Regions from separate parts of the Macaca mulatta genome. Here region 2 is linked to region 1. The links are chromatin contacts, called in public Hi-C maps. All regions are on one chromosome and are shown on one strand. The core of a region is the stretch at or near the end of the contact, and the rest is flanking DNA. Distances in the headings are between cores, read along the strand shown. Region 1 holds the start of CENPU (centromere protein U). Region 2 holds the start of ACSL1 (acyl-CoA synthetase long chain family member 1).

Region 1 (6,749 bases), core at 205-2,704:
AATGAGCTGGACGTGGTGGCTCACGCCTGTAATCCCAGCTACTGTGGAGGCTGAGGCAGGAGAATCGCTTGAACCTGGGAGGCGGAGGTTGCGCCACTGCACTCCAGCCTGGGCTAGAGTGAAATTCCGACTCAAAAAAAAAAAAAAAAATTCTGTTGTATGTGCATTAGTGTGTTCTGGGAGGAGGCCTGAACAGATTTCATGAGTCTCAAACCCAAAAATGTTAAAAAAAATAAAAATAAAGACAACAAAAACCACTAGCCTTTCGGATAAACTCTTTTCAGCTGATATTCAAGGCTGACATTCTTTTCTAATCCTCTTCTCCACTGGCCCCAGGAGTCTGGTCTCGGTTTCCCCACCTACCTGCGGTGTCCTGCTCCAGCTTTCCACCCTAACCCCGCAGCTGCCAGCACCACCTTCTCCAGGCAGCCTTCCCCGCCGGGGAACTCCTGTTGTCTTCAGACCGTCTTGGCGCACGGTTTTGTGCACGGTCTGCAGCGAGCCGAGACCCTTCCCGCCAGATCCAGGCCGGGCCTTGGATGGCCATTCGCCAACCAATCAGCGACCAGCATTCTAGAGCGCGTCTTGCAACCGACCAAACGCGCGCTGGCTTTGATGAACAACAACCGCTCCACCCACCCTGAAGAAAGGCAGGCGGCAGCTCGCTCCCCCAGCCACACTTGTGCTCCGGTCTGTGGTTTGCAGTCCGAAAACACCAGCGTCTTCAAAATAAGAAAACTGATTCCCGGAGAGTAAACTCCACTCACATTAAAGTCTGCCAAATCGTAGGCAATAAGTATTTGCTGAATGTTTTGCTTTCAAGCTAACACTTCGACACTCACTACTCTGGACGGCACTACTGCCCCCTACAAAACGACACGACACTGGCTAACGTCTTCCCGCCCGCCAGGCAGGGTTAGGCCCGTGCGGGTGGGAATCACTCTTATCCCCACTAGTCTGACGAGAAAGCCGGGACCCGGGCGACTGGCCACTCGAGCGAGCTCCACAGTGGAGCACGAACAGCGCCGGGAGGCGCAAACCGCGGCAGGCGAGGAAGCAGTTCAAGCTGGTCTCCGGCCTCGCGTTCTGAGGGTCGGCAGTACTTACCCCTCAGGCCTGTGAGGCCGCGACCGCCGACGCCTCCCCCGCGGAGCCATGATGCCGCCCTCCGCTCCCGAGCGACTGGAAGCTCCCGCCAAGCCCCTCGCCGCTCCGAGCAGCCAATCCGGGCCGAGCACGCGCGCGTGCGCAGAACTTCCTGAGCGGGCCCCGGGCTCCTCCCCGCCTTGGAGCGGGAGGGAAAACTGGGCCTGGCTATCACACCGCAACGGAACTGAAGTCCATGCCGCACAACCAGTTACCTACGGTCCATGTCATGCCAAAGTTTTCCGGGCTTTCCTCCCACCCGCATCGCCAGTTTTCCAGAGCCCGAAAGCCCCGGAGCCACGTGGGACCGCCCCCTGTGGGTGGGGAAAGGGGAGGAGCTAGTGTCCTTGAGCCTGTGGGCAGGTAAGTGGGTGGGCGCAGACCAGCTATCGCAGCTGGTGCCGCTGAGGCCGCAGTCGTCTTGACAGACCCACAGGATTTGGCTTGCAGCCCCTGCTGCCTTTATCAGCTGTCTGAGCTTAGCACGTTACTTTACCTCTATCCCAGCACCTTCATTTGTAAATGGTCAGGGATCCTTTTGTTCTTTTATTTTGTTTCTGTTTAAAAATGTGTAATGCAGAAGAATGAAATTGAACCCTTACCTTACACCGCGTATAAAAATTAACGCAAAATGGATCAAACACCTATATATAAAGGCTAAAATTAAAATTAAAACTCTTAAAAGAAAACAGAGCAAAAGCTTCATAACATTGGACTTGGTGGTATGATTTCTTGGATATGATACCAACAGCAGTTTGGGATGATGAAAACGTTTTGGAAATAGTGGTGGATGGATGCACAAGATGAACGTACTTGATGCCACAGAACTGTAAACTTACAAACGGTTAAAATGCTAAATTTTGTTGTGTATATTTTACTATGATAAAAAATTACGTTTCATGCATATAAAAGAATATAACATGTGTAATGTAAGGATAAAAACAAACATCCGTGTAACCAGCACTGGATGGGGATATGAATCATTATTATACATAACTCTTGGGTACCCCTCTGAATGGCACCCTCCTCCTCCAGAGAATAACCACTGTTCTAATTTTATGTGTATCATTCCTGTGGTTTTCTACCTTGATATAGCCCCAAATAATGTATTGATTATTGCATGTTTCTAAACTTTATATGATATTTGGTAGGTATTCTGCAAATGTCCTTTCTTACTAAAGCTATTGCTTTTATTTTTTATTTTATTTTTCCATAAATTATTGGGGTGCAGGTGCTATTTAGTTACATAAGTAAGTTCTTTTTTTTTTTTTTTTTTTTTTTTTGAGACGGAGCCTTGCTCTGTCTCCCAGGCTGGAGTGCAGTGGCCCAGTCTTGGCTCACTGCAAGCTCCACCTCCCGGGTTCATGCCATTCTCCTGCCTCAGCCTCCCGAGTAGCTGGGACTACAGGCGCCTGCCACCACGCCCAGCTATTTTTTTTTTTTTTTTGTATTTTTAGTAGAGATGGGGTTTCACCGTGTTAGACAGGATGGTCTTGATCTCCTGACCTCAGGATCCACCTGCCTCAGCCTCCCAAAGTGCTGGGATTACAGACGTGAGCCACTGCGCCCGGCCGAGTAAGTTCTTTAGTGGTGATTTGTAAGATCCTGGTGCATCCATCACCCCACTGCACCATATATGTTGTGTTTTATCCCTTGCCCCCATCCCACTCTTCCCCCTAAGTCCTCAAAGTCCATTGTATCATTCTTAATGCCTTTGCGTCCTCATATAAATCTGTTACTGTTAGATGTATCCGCAATTGCATCTAAATCTGCATGTAGCTGCAGTTCATTTATGTTCAGTCTTTGGAATGCATAAGTAAATACTCCATATTTTATTTATCTGTTCTCTTGTGTGTGGGTGTATCAGTTGTTTGCAGTACTTTGTTGTTACCAACAATACAGCACTGAACACTCTTATAGGAGGTTTGCAGGGGACATGTCTAAGAGCTTCTCTAGGGATAGATTCAGTAGGGATATTACTGCTATGTAGGATACAGAGTACAGCTTTCCATGATAATACCAGTGTTTACACATTGTAGATCGTACAGTTTACACCCCCCCCCCCACTGGCTTCAAATATTATCAATATTCAGCATTTTAAAGACTTTTACATTGTTTATCCAGTGAGTTAAAATGGGTTTCCATATGGGCATCCTGTTGGGTTTTGGTTTGCATTTCCCCTAAGTTGATCATCTTTTTTACTGCTTATAGGCCATTCCTATTTCCTCTTCAGTGAAATGCTTGTTTACCTGGAAATCATGTGGGCAACTGCCATAGAAGGGAATCACCTGTAAGGTATTAAAGGTAGTTCCCTGTGGGTGGGTAGAAATAAGTTCCTGGAGCCACTAAAAGTAGTTGCCCTTAAGAGAGTGAGTGAGAAGCTCCGTTTTCTAGGAAAGGGGGTGTAGTCAAACCTTTTGTGCTTGCGGGTCTGAAAAAAGAAACTACCCAGTCAAAACAAGAAGGGGTTCAGCACTCTGGGTGGAAATAACAAACGCTCAACCCAAATACATGTAAATAATAAAGGAAAATCAGGAGCATGCATCACTGAAATGTCCAGGGTTAGAATGAGTGTGCAGTGGAGTTGGATGGAGAGGTTTGAGAAGCGGGCAGGGCCCTGAGTCACTGAAACATCCAGAGGTAGAATGAGTGTCCAGCTGAGTTGGATGGAGAGGTTTGAGAAACCGTCAGGGCTCTGAGTCCTTTTGCTTGCCCACCTCGTACGTCGACTTTTCCAGGGGCCAGGTCTTCTGTTTTCCCTCTTCCTTCTGGATTTACCGAGCACTTATGATGCAGGCGTTGTCCTGAGTGATTACTATCTGTTGACTCATGTAATCCTCTCAATTACCCTCTGCAGTAGGCACTGTAATCCCACGTCTCAGCGGAGGATCCCAGGGAGCGGTCCCACTGACAGCAAGTGGTGCTGCCTGAGTGAGCTCCTGGGAGCCTGGTCCAGAGCTTGAAACCCGGCACCATTCCGTGTCTGTCTGAATTCCACCATTCAGAGAAAGAGACTCCGTATCTCCCAGCCTTCCCAGAAAAAGGGCTGCCGCGCCTACCTGTATTAGGGCTCTCCAGAGAAGCAGAACCAATGTACATACGGGGACAGCAGGGAGAGATTTTAAGAACTGGCTCATGCGAATGTGGAAGCTGACAAGTCTGCAATCTCTGGGAACAGGCGCACAGGCTAGAAACTCAGGTAAGAGTTGATGTTGCCATCATGAGTCCAAAATCCACAAAGCAGGTCAAACAGCCTGGAAACCCAGGCGGAGGGTCTGTGTGGCAGGATTGAGGAGAATTCCTTCTTCAGGAAATCTCAGTCTTAAGGCCTTCAACAGATTGCATGAGGCCCACCCACATTATGGAGGGTGATGTGCTTCAGTAAAAGCCTACTGATTTAAATAGTAATCACGCCTAAAAAACGCCTTCATGGCAATACCTAGACTGGTGTTTGCCAAACAACTCGGCACCATAGCATAGCCAAGTTGACACCTAACATTAACCATCACACTGCCCCTGAACCAATCCCTGTGGCCGGGGAAATGGAATACACTCATTTGCTTCCTGGCACCACCTGGATTCCGGCTGGAACTGGAGTGGCGGGGAGCGGAGACAGATACATCCATGACAGAAACTTGCGCAGGGTTGTAGAGCTGTTCATAGGGAAGCTAGATTCCAACCCACTCCTGCCTTTGTTCCACGCTGCTTCCGCAGTTAGACTGTCAGCTTAGGGCAGTGATTCTCAGCTTGGGTGAGGGGAAGGCAGAGGGAAAGGGGTCTACTAGGATGCCTGGGGCGGGGTAACCTGATAAAGCCAGTGGATGCTATCACAGGAAGGAGACTCCTGGGGTGCTCTGAGCAGAGGTTGTGTGAGAGCCCTACCTACGATACTGACCCAGAAGAGCCATCTTGGAGTTTCTGTAGTGATTTGTGTTGTTGAGGATGGAAACCACAGCATCTCTGCGAGTTTCTAGATATAGAAAGCCAGGTGGGGAGCCTGGTTTGGAGTGACAGGAAGAGAACACAGAGGCTCATCATAAGCCCTCGATATAAATGTGGGGGCTGGAGGCTGGTCATAGGGGAGAAGGGTGTGTAGATGGTAGAGGAGGTGCCCAGCAGATTCCAACCAATCAGGAAAGAAACTCCCCGCAAGGAGAAAGATGGGTTACTTTTTAGGGAAGTCATGGCCAGTATTTTCCATTTTAAGATGGTGCCTGTGTTGTGCTGGTCTCTTTCCACCAGTTAACCGTCAGTAAAGTTTGCTAAACTCCACAGCCTTCTGTGTCTAAGAAGACTGTGTCTAGGAGGGCGGTGAGGAAGGAAGGATCGTTAGTAAGGTAGTCGGAGCAGACGTGAGCAGGGCAGAAGAGGGCCTCTACAACCAGGAAAGCATCTGAAGCTGGTGATTAGCAGCTTCCCGATAAGATCCAAGGATTTGGGTGAGTGAGCTCAAGCAAACGCGGTGAGAGGCAAAATGATGGCGTTTAACTGGTAGACGGGAGAACGCCTCAACTGCGCATGTGCACAGCCTCGGTAACCACACTGCGTTTGTGGCCGCTCCCAAGTGCTGGCAGGCCACTGCGCATCGGGACAGCCCTCCCCAAGGGAAGACTCTGGGGACAGGTAACATGCCCCCTCCCTCAAAGCATGCTAACGTATAAGACCCCAAGTCAAAGGCCACACAGCACTTGACTCTCTCCTGTCCCCGCTTGGCCCTCTTCCAAGTGTACTTCCTTTTGTTCCTGCTCTAAAACTTTTAAATAAACTTTCACTGGGCTCTAAAAGTTGCCTCTGTCACTCTGCCTTGTGCCCCTTGGTCAAATTCTTTCCTCGGAGGAAGCGAGAACTGAAGTTGCTGCAGACCTGTGTGGATGCACTGCCATTAACGAGCTAGTGTTCCGGGTGGGGTGAAGCATGCTTATTGGAATGGATGGGCTGAAAACGCAGGAGTGGAGGCAGCGGGGTCAGGAGTCCTAGAGGTGATCTGGAGCAATGTGAGCAACTGCAAGGAACTTCAGGGACACCAGAGGACCAGAGGCTTCAGGACACTGGAGGACATAGGTAGCAGGTCCTTAAGTTATATGCTTTCATATTTGGGAAATGGAAAAAAAAAAAAAACAACTGTTGATTTTATTATACAAACTATAGAAAATAATGACAAAACTTTTGGGAGGCTTGGGATAAACTGAGTGCTTGGGCCTGGACACTTCCATGTGGAAATATATGTTCCCTGTGATGGAGGTTGATGTATATATGAGTTCCATGTTTTGGAATTGTTAGTTTGATTTTGATTGATTGATTGGATTGAGACAAGGGTCTCACTCTGTTGTCCAAGCTGGAGTGCTGTGGTGACTTCATAGCTCACTACAGTCTCAAATTCCTGGGCTCAAGCGATCCTCCTGCCTGAGCCTCCTGAGTAGCTGGGATTACAGGCACATGCCACCACACCTGGCTAATTTTTGTGTTTTTCGTAGAGACAGGGTTTCGCCATGTTGCCCAGGCTGGTCCCAAACTCCTGGGCTCAAGAGATCCACCCACCTTGGCCTCCCAAGGTGCTGGGATGACAGGTGTCCGCCACCCTGCCTGGCCTCATTAGTTTGATT
Region 2 (6,610 bases), core at 3,912-6,411, 89 kb after region 1:
CCCATCAGAAGCTTAGCAGCACCTGGCTCTGTCTGCTGCTATGGTCACTGCTTCGTTCCTAAACCTGGCTGTGTCCAGGCTGTGGCCACCACCTCGGTCAGCTACCACAGCCCTGCTTCGTGGCGGACACCTGGGCCCAGAAGGAGAAACTAGCTCCGGAAGCACTTTCTCATGACTCTGCTTAATAAAGGAATAAATAGTATTCAGAGTATTTCAGTCCTTCTAAGATGGACATTTCTCCCACAACAAACCTAAGGGGAAAGTGCCCATTTCTATAGCAGCCAAAGCTGTGCTAATGGACAGAGCCTACATTTATCAGAAGTCCCCTCCAGAATGAGGAAATGGTCTACAGGCAGGCCCCGTTTCCTCCTCTGATGCCCTAACTTCTTTCCATTTCTCTTTCCAAACCATGAAATCCCTATTTCAACCGCTTTTGACTGGAACACATGAACCCAAAAGTCCATCAAGCCTATTCATTAGTAAAAACACTTTTCAAATTATTGTTAATTTCAAGAGTTTTAAAGCAGAACATGCCCTATTTTTTAAAGACCTATTTAAACATATAACAAAGGTGGGTAAACTGTTCTGAAAAATATCCAGCAATAGGGGAGAAGCAACTAAATTATGGTCCATACAGCAAATAATGCAGTTGTCTTCAGAACTTAGTTTTTGAAGAATATGTAACGACGTGGAAAAAAGCCCACAATATAACTTAGGTGATTAAATTGTCAAAATTTTAATCTTTAATTAACAATATATGCTTAAAATTTGTTTATTGTATAGGGAAAAAAGACCGGAAGGAAATACAACAAAATGTTAATAGTATTTAATCTCTGGAAGAGCTTCATTTTTCCTATTTCCCAAATTTTTTCCAATAAGCGTTCATGACTCTTGAAATATGAAAAATGAATATAGCTTTTCTGTGGTAAGTGGTTTTGGTTTAGATATTAGACAGCTTTCAGAATTTTATTTAAACTTGAAGACCAGCAAATATTTCATAAAGAGAATCAGCCCAGGCACCTATATGGAACCACCAGTTTTGAGATTTTATGTTATTGTTTTTACCTTTTTTCTCTAGAGATGGGGTCTTGCTGTGTTGCCCAGGCTGGTCTTGAACTCCTGGCCTCAAGCAACAAGCTATTTGCCTCCAGATGATCATATCCTTCTAAGGCTGGCAGCAAAGGGTAGCAGGGCCCTTACTCACCTCCACTTAAGTTTTTGTCCAAGGGTGACACCCTTGAAGCCAGCCACACTTCAAGGAGTCTCCAGTATTTCACCCACCCCTCTAGATTCCTCAAAGGTCATAAGCGAATGAATACTGTGTTGTTTCTAACACAGTCAAGAAAGTGAAAGTGGGCTGGATGCAGTGCCTCACGCCTGTAGTCCTAGCACTTTGGGGAGGCCAAGGAGGGCAAATCGCTTGAGCCCAGGAGTTCGAGACAAGCCTGGACAATACGGTAAAACCGCTTCACCACCACCCCAACAAAAAAAAACAATTATTTGGGCATGGTGGTGTGCGCCTGTACTCTAAGCTACTGGAGAGGCTGAGGTGGGAAGATCAACTGAGCCCAGGGAGGTGGAGGCTGCAGTGAGCCATGATTGTGCCTGTACTCCAACCTGGGCGACAGAGTAAGACCTTATCTGGGAGAAAAGAAAAAAAAAGAAAGCGAAAATGTCATGATGTAGAAAATGAACATCACTCAGATTATGTCATAGTTTTCTCTTCTTGCCGTTATATACAACCCAAGGCTTGCCACAAACTGAAATTTCTTATGCATTGACATTCAGCATTTGATGTAAAATGACAATCTTAGAGTTGCTGCCACAAACCCTGGTAAAACTGCCCCTGCCTTCTCTAGTTCACTAAGTTCAGCTACTCCTTCAGGGCTTGTGCTCCTTTAAAACTTTTCAGAAGCCCCTTGAAGTACCAGCATGTTGAAACTCAAACTCAACTCCCTGCAGCTTCAGATCAGCGCTGGCCACTGAGAATTCTTCTCCAGGCCCCAGTGTCGAAGGCACTTTTGACCGTCATGCGTTTGTCTGACGACCAAGTTGGACTGCCAGCCTTCACTAAGAACTCCAGCACCTTTATCTACCTCCTGTCAGATCACTGCCTGTCAGAGACTGAGGCCTAAAAAGGCTTTAGGATACCAACAGCTTTGAGCTGCCTTAAAGGAAATTCTTCTCTATTTTGTAGTACAGGAGTCTCATGCATTGCATCATCCAAACAAGACTGTCCACAAAACATTACTAATGGATTCTAATTTAACAGAGTTCGGTTATGAGAGACAGTAAACACAAATGGGCACGTTTTAAATGGCAAACTTACACAATAAATTCAATTGATCTTAAAAACGAAACATTCCTCTAAGGTTACTGACTATAAATATCTACAAATTACTATTCCTACAGTCTTGCTATTTCCAGAAAAGTGAAACTGGAAGGGAGAGAGGAGGAGAAATACCCAGCTCTAATGACAAGACAACCTCATCTTTTCTCAAAAGCCTCCCCAAACACACAACCATTTTCCACAAAACAGTTACATCAAAAAAGATGTAGCAAGACCTAGACATTAAGCATGCTAGAAGGCAGGGACAGTTTTACCAGTGTTTGTGGCAGCAACTCTGAGATAGTCATTTTACATCAAATGCCGAACGTCAATGCATAAGAAATTTGAGTTTGTGGTAAGCCCTGGGTTATACATAATGCCAAGAAGAGAAAACTATCACATAATCTGAATTATATTCACTTTTCTGCATACACCACAGCATGCTGGTACACTTCCAGTTAGCCTAAACTTCACCCAAAAGTAGAGGTGGCTATGAAAACTCTACCTGTATGGTATAAACAGACACCTGTCCCTACATGCGTGAGTCACATGTATCTACCTCCCAAATACCAAAAACTTAACAGCTCAGATTTCTTTTTGGTCAGGCTGCCTGCAATAATAATAAAAATACTGCAAAAATAGGAACAACAGAGACAGGAAGGAAATATGTCAAAATGCTTAAAATTGTGGGGGAAGAGTATTTTTTTTTTTGTCTTTGGACAGAGTCCTGCTCTGTCCCCAGTCTGGAGCGCAGTGGCGGGATCTTAGCTCATCACAACTTCTGCCTCCCGAATTCAAGCGATTCTTCTGCCTCAGCCTCCCGAGTAGCTGGGATTACAGGCGCGTGCCACCACGCCTGGCTAATCATTTATATTTTTAGTAGAGATAGGGTTTCTCCATGTTGGTCAGGCTGGTCTTGAACTCCTGACCTCAAGTGATCTGCCCGCCTTGGCCTCCCAAAGTGCTGGGATTACAGTGAGCCACCGCACCCGTCTGGGTAATTTTTTTTTTCAAGTATTCTGTTTACAGTAAATTCAGAAAACGAAGTCTTTAATATGTCTATTATTTTAAAGTGAAGAGGTATAAGGTGTGCTGCTAACAAGTTTATTTTTCTAGTCACAGTATTTGGACTCATGAAATATTTTAGTCTAATGCAGTTTGTTCACAAACTGGAAGGGAGAGAGGAGGAGAAATACCCAGCTCTAACGACAAGACAACCTTATCTTTTCTCAAAAGCCTCCCCAAACACACAACCATTTTCCACAAAACAGTTACATCAAAAAAGATATAGCAAGACGTAGACATGAAGCATGCTAGAAGGTAGGGACAGTTTTACCAGTGTTTGTGGCAGCAACTCTGAGACAGTCTGAGGGGGCCTCAGACTAGGTAGGTGTTTTCCGAGTTGAGTCAGAACAAGAAAGTAAGTCTCCCAAGACCCGGTCCTTTTCCACTATATGGCACTGCACTGTCTAGCTCCAACCTGATGGCGAGCAATGGTTCCTTAAACAGCTCCATCTTCTCAAGCCTACGCAGCACACACCTACAACTCAAACTTTACGTTTTAGCCAACCTAACCTTCCCACATGCACTTGAAAAAAAAAAAAAAAGAATCAACCAGAAGTTTTTGATTTTTTTGCTGGCATGAGGCCAATAACTGTTTTCCATGGGACAATCACAGGTTAAATTGTGAAATGTGTGGCAGAACCTGCAAGATTTAACCAGTTTCTCTCAAAGCTAATCAAAAGCCAAGAAATAATAAAAGGCAGGGAGGGCAGTGAGAGTCGCGGGACTTCAGATACTCCTGCACCAAGAAGCTTAAAAGTCTTAGCCAGGGCACTAGAGGACGCTTTTAGAATGGTCACTCTTAACTACGCTCCATAACCTTGAAATTGGACGGAGTGGGGAAGGGGTTTCCACACTCTCACACGCACTGACTGGGGGAACGCCTGTCCCCAGACTCGAATCCACGTGTCCATTCAAGTCATCTACCGCCACTCTCTGTCTACGCTGCCAGGTGACAGACGTTATCTTTGCTTCTCAATTTCAAAAAATGCCAGCACGCCTTAGATCAATGCTCCACGGTCAAGTGCAGGGGCCACGGGCACTCCTCTGGAGACACTGCGAGAATGTCGGCAACTGGCAGCGGCCTCTGAGCTGCCTGTGGGCCTCGTGCCGGCGCGCGGCGTGGGGCCGGCATCTCAGCGGGCGCGGGTGCAGTCCCGCCCCACGCGCGGTCCGAACGCCCGCGAACCCGGTCTCTGGGGCAGGCAGGGGCCGCGGCCGAGAGAAACGTCAGCGGTCTGGCGGGGCCACCTCCTCCCAACCGAAGCGCGGCGTCCGGCCGCTCCGCCGGGCCGGTCCCCGCCGCCGCACACACAGGGGTCGGTACCGCGCGCATCCCCCGCCGCGCACAAGCCCCGCGCCCGCGCCGCCCGCGGCTCAGACACAGGAAGCCGCGGCGGCACGGGCGCCCTGGAGGCCTCCGGCTGCCGAGGGAAGCGGGGCCGCGGCAGGAGGCCGGAAAGGCGGCGCGGCCCCACGAGCCTGAGGCGGCTCACGCGCCTCCGCGGCGGCCGCTGCTCCGGGCTCGGCCCTGAAGGGCAACCTCAGCCCGCGCCTCGGCCGGGGCCCAGGCACCGCCGCAGGAGCAGGCGCGGCTCCGCACGGCGGGCGCACTCACCTCCTCCGTGGACCGGCCGCTCCGCCGCCGGCTGTCACCGCAGCCCACTCCCTGCCCCGCGCCGGCTCTGGATGCTATTTAAGGCGCCGCTGGCGCCGCCGCCTCTGCCTGCTAGTTGCGCCCCCGCCACCGCCGCGGTTGAGCCAGGATGCTCCTGGTGCGCTCGCCGCGCCGGCCCCGCCCTCCCGCGGCCCCGCCCCCCAGAGGCCCCGCCCCATCCGCAGGCCCCCGCCCCCCGCAGGCCCCGCCCCGCCGCGCGCCCGGCCGCCCTCCAGTCTGGGTGCGCGTGGCTGGCGGATGGCAGGCGGGGGAGAGGCGGCGGCGGGCGAACGCAGCTGGAGTCGCCCGGACTGCCTGGGATTTCATAATGAATCTGAGGAAGGACAAAGGGTACATTGGACCGCCTCACCTCAGAGGCCCTGGGCCCTGCGATGCCCGAGGGGCGGGCGGCGCCCTCCGGATCCTGCACCCTCAGCCCGTGCCCCGCTGGCCTCCTGGCAGGCCGGGCTTCTGCTGCGAGGGCCCTGGCGGCAAGGGCCTTCCTCTCCGTTTTTGCTTGACACCGACTTGCGCGGCCGCTTTGAGCCCTTTTTCACCGCGGCCCCACAGGGCTTCGCCACGCTGCCTGGCCGGAAGACCTTTTCTGTCTGGTGTCTGCAGAGCCTGAGGTGGGCAGCGCCTGCAGCTCACACCAGTGCAGGGGAGCTGAGGGACGACTGCGCGCTGCACCAGGGCGGCCACCTGCTGTGCGGTTCTCAGGGCTTCCGCGTCCCTGCCATGCCCGTCTGGGGGCTTCAGAAGCCAACACGATGGTTTTCGGGCTCACATTCCAAAGGCTACTCTTCCTTGTAGCACCTGGGACCGACCAGGAACCTCAACTTCTAACAACAGTGGTCCCGGTTACCGTGGGGTTTGCGCCCAGCGTTGGCTGGCGGGCCGTTTGAAGAATGATTGTTGTCATAAAGGCCTTTGATAATAACAGATACTGTTTACCCAGTGCTTGATGCGAGGCACTGCTACAAACATTGCATACACATTATTCTATTTAATCTTCATAATCCGGTGGGGTAGGTGCTGTCATTACTGTCCTTTCACCAAAGAGGAAGCGGGGCACAGAGGTTGAATGCTAGTGAGGGCAGTACCACACTTGGCACTTAGGTCGCTCCCAGAGTGTGGGCACAACCACCACAGGACTATGCCTGGGCTGCAGGCCGGGGAAACTGACCATGGGTTCGCCCCAGGCCTCAGGCACCCTGCAGTTCACTCCCACAAATATCTGAAGGACTTTCCCTGGGTCTCTCCCACAATGTGCTGGGCGCAGCGGTGCAGTGGGGTGAGGGCAACGCACACACCAGCAACCTCTCTGGCAGCTCAGTTCTTCTAGATCTAGAAAAAATGGACTCCACGTTCGTTTTCACTGCTTCCCACTTGGCTAATCCCTGGTTTTTCTGTCCAGATCTCGCCTCCCCACCCATGATTTTGTCATCTTTGCCTCTCCTTTTTCATCTTACTTCTGCAACCAGTCCCTCAGCCCCAGAGCCTCTGCAGGCACCTCCCAAGTTCTGTGGTCTATTTTTTTCAAGGGCTGCTGGAACAAAGTA

What was found. A called contact is a pair of places that touch in the nucleus more often than the background predicts.
Region 2: a Hi-C map of fetal cortex germinal zone shows a contact between it and region 1, with 3 times the contacts expected there. The contact joins the promoter of ACSL1 here to the promoter of CENPU in region 1. A contact is called at or near these places in 3 of 14 Hi-C or Micro-C datasets (cortical neurons, fetal cortex germinal zone and fibroblasts).

The regions. Positions count from the first base shown.
Region 1 is chr5:193,164,454-193,171,202 of T2T-MMU8v2.0, forward strand. It overlaps CENPU (centromere protein U), which reads right to left and starts at 1,455. Exons shown (of 13, transcript XM_015139596.3): 1 at 1,108-1,455. The coding sequence starts at 1,157. It overlaps LOC144340881 (a long non-coding RNA gene), which reads left to right and starts at 1,265. Exons shown (of 5, transcript XR_013417407.1): 1 at 1,265-1,509; 2 at 2,604-2,721; 3 at 4,004-4,345.
Region 2 is chr5:193,249,848-193,256,457 of T2T-MMU8v2.0, forward strand. It overlaps ACSL1 (acyl-CoA synthetase long chain family member 1), which reads right to left and starts at 5,162. Exons shown (of 21, transcript XM_028848938.2): 1 at 5,010-5,162.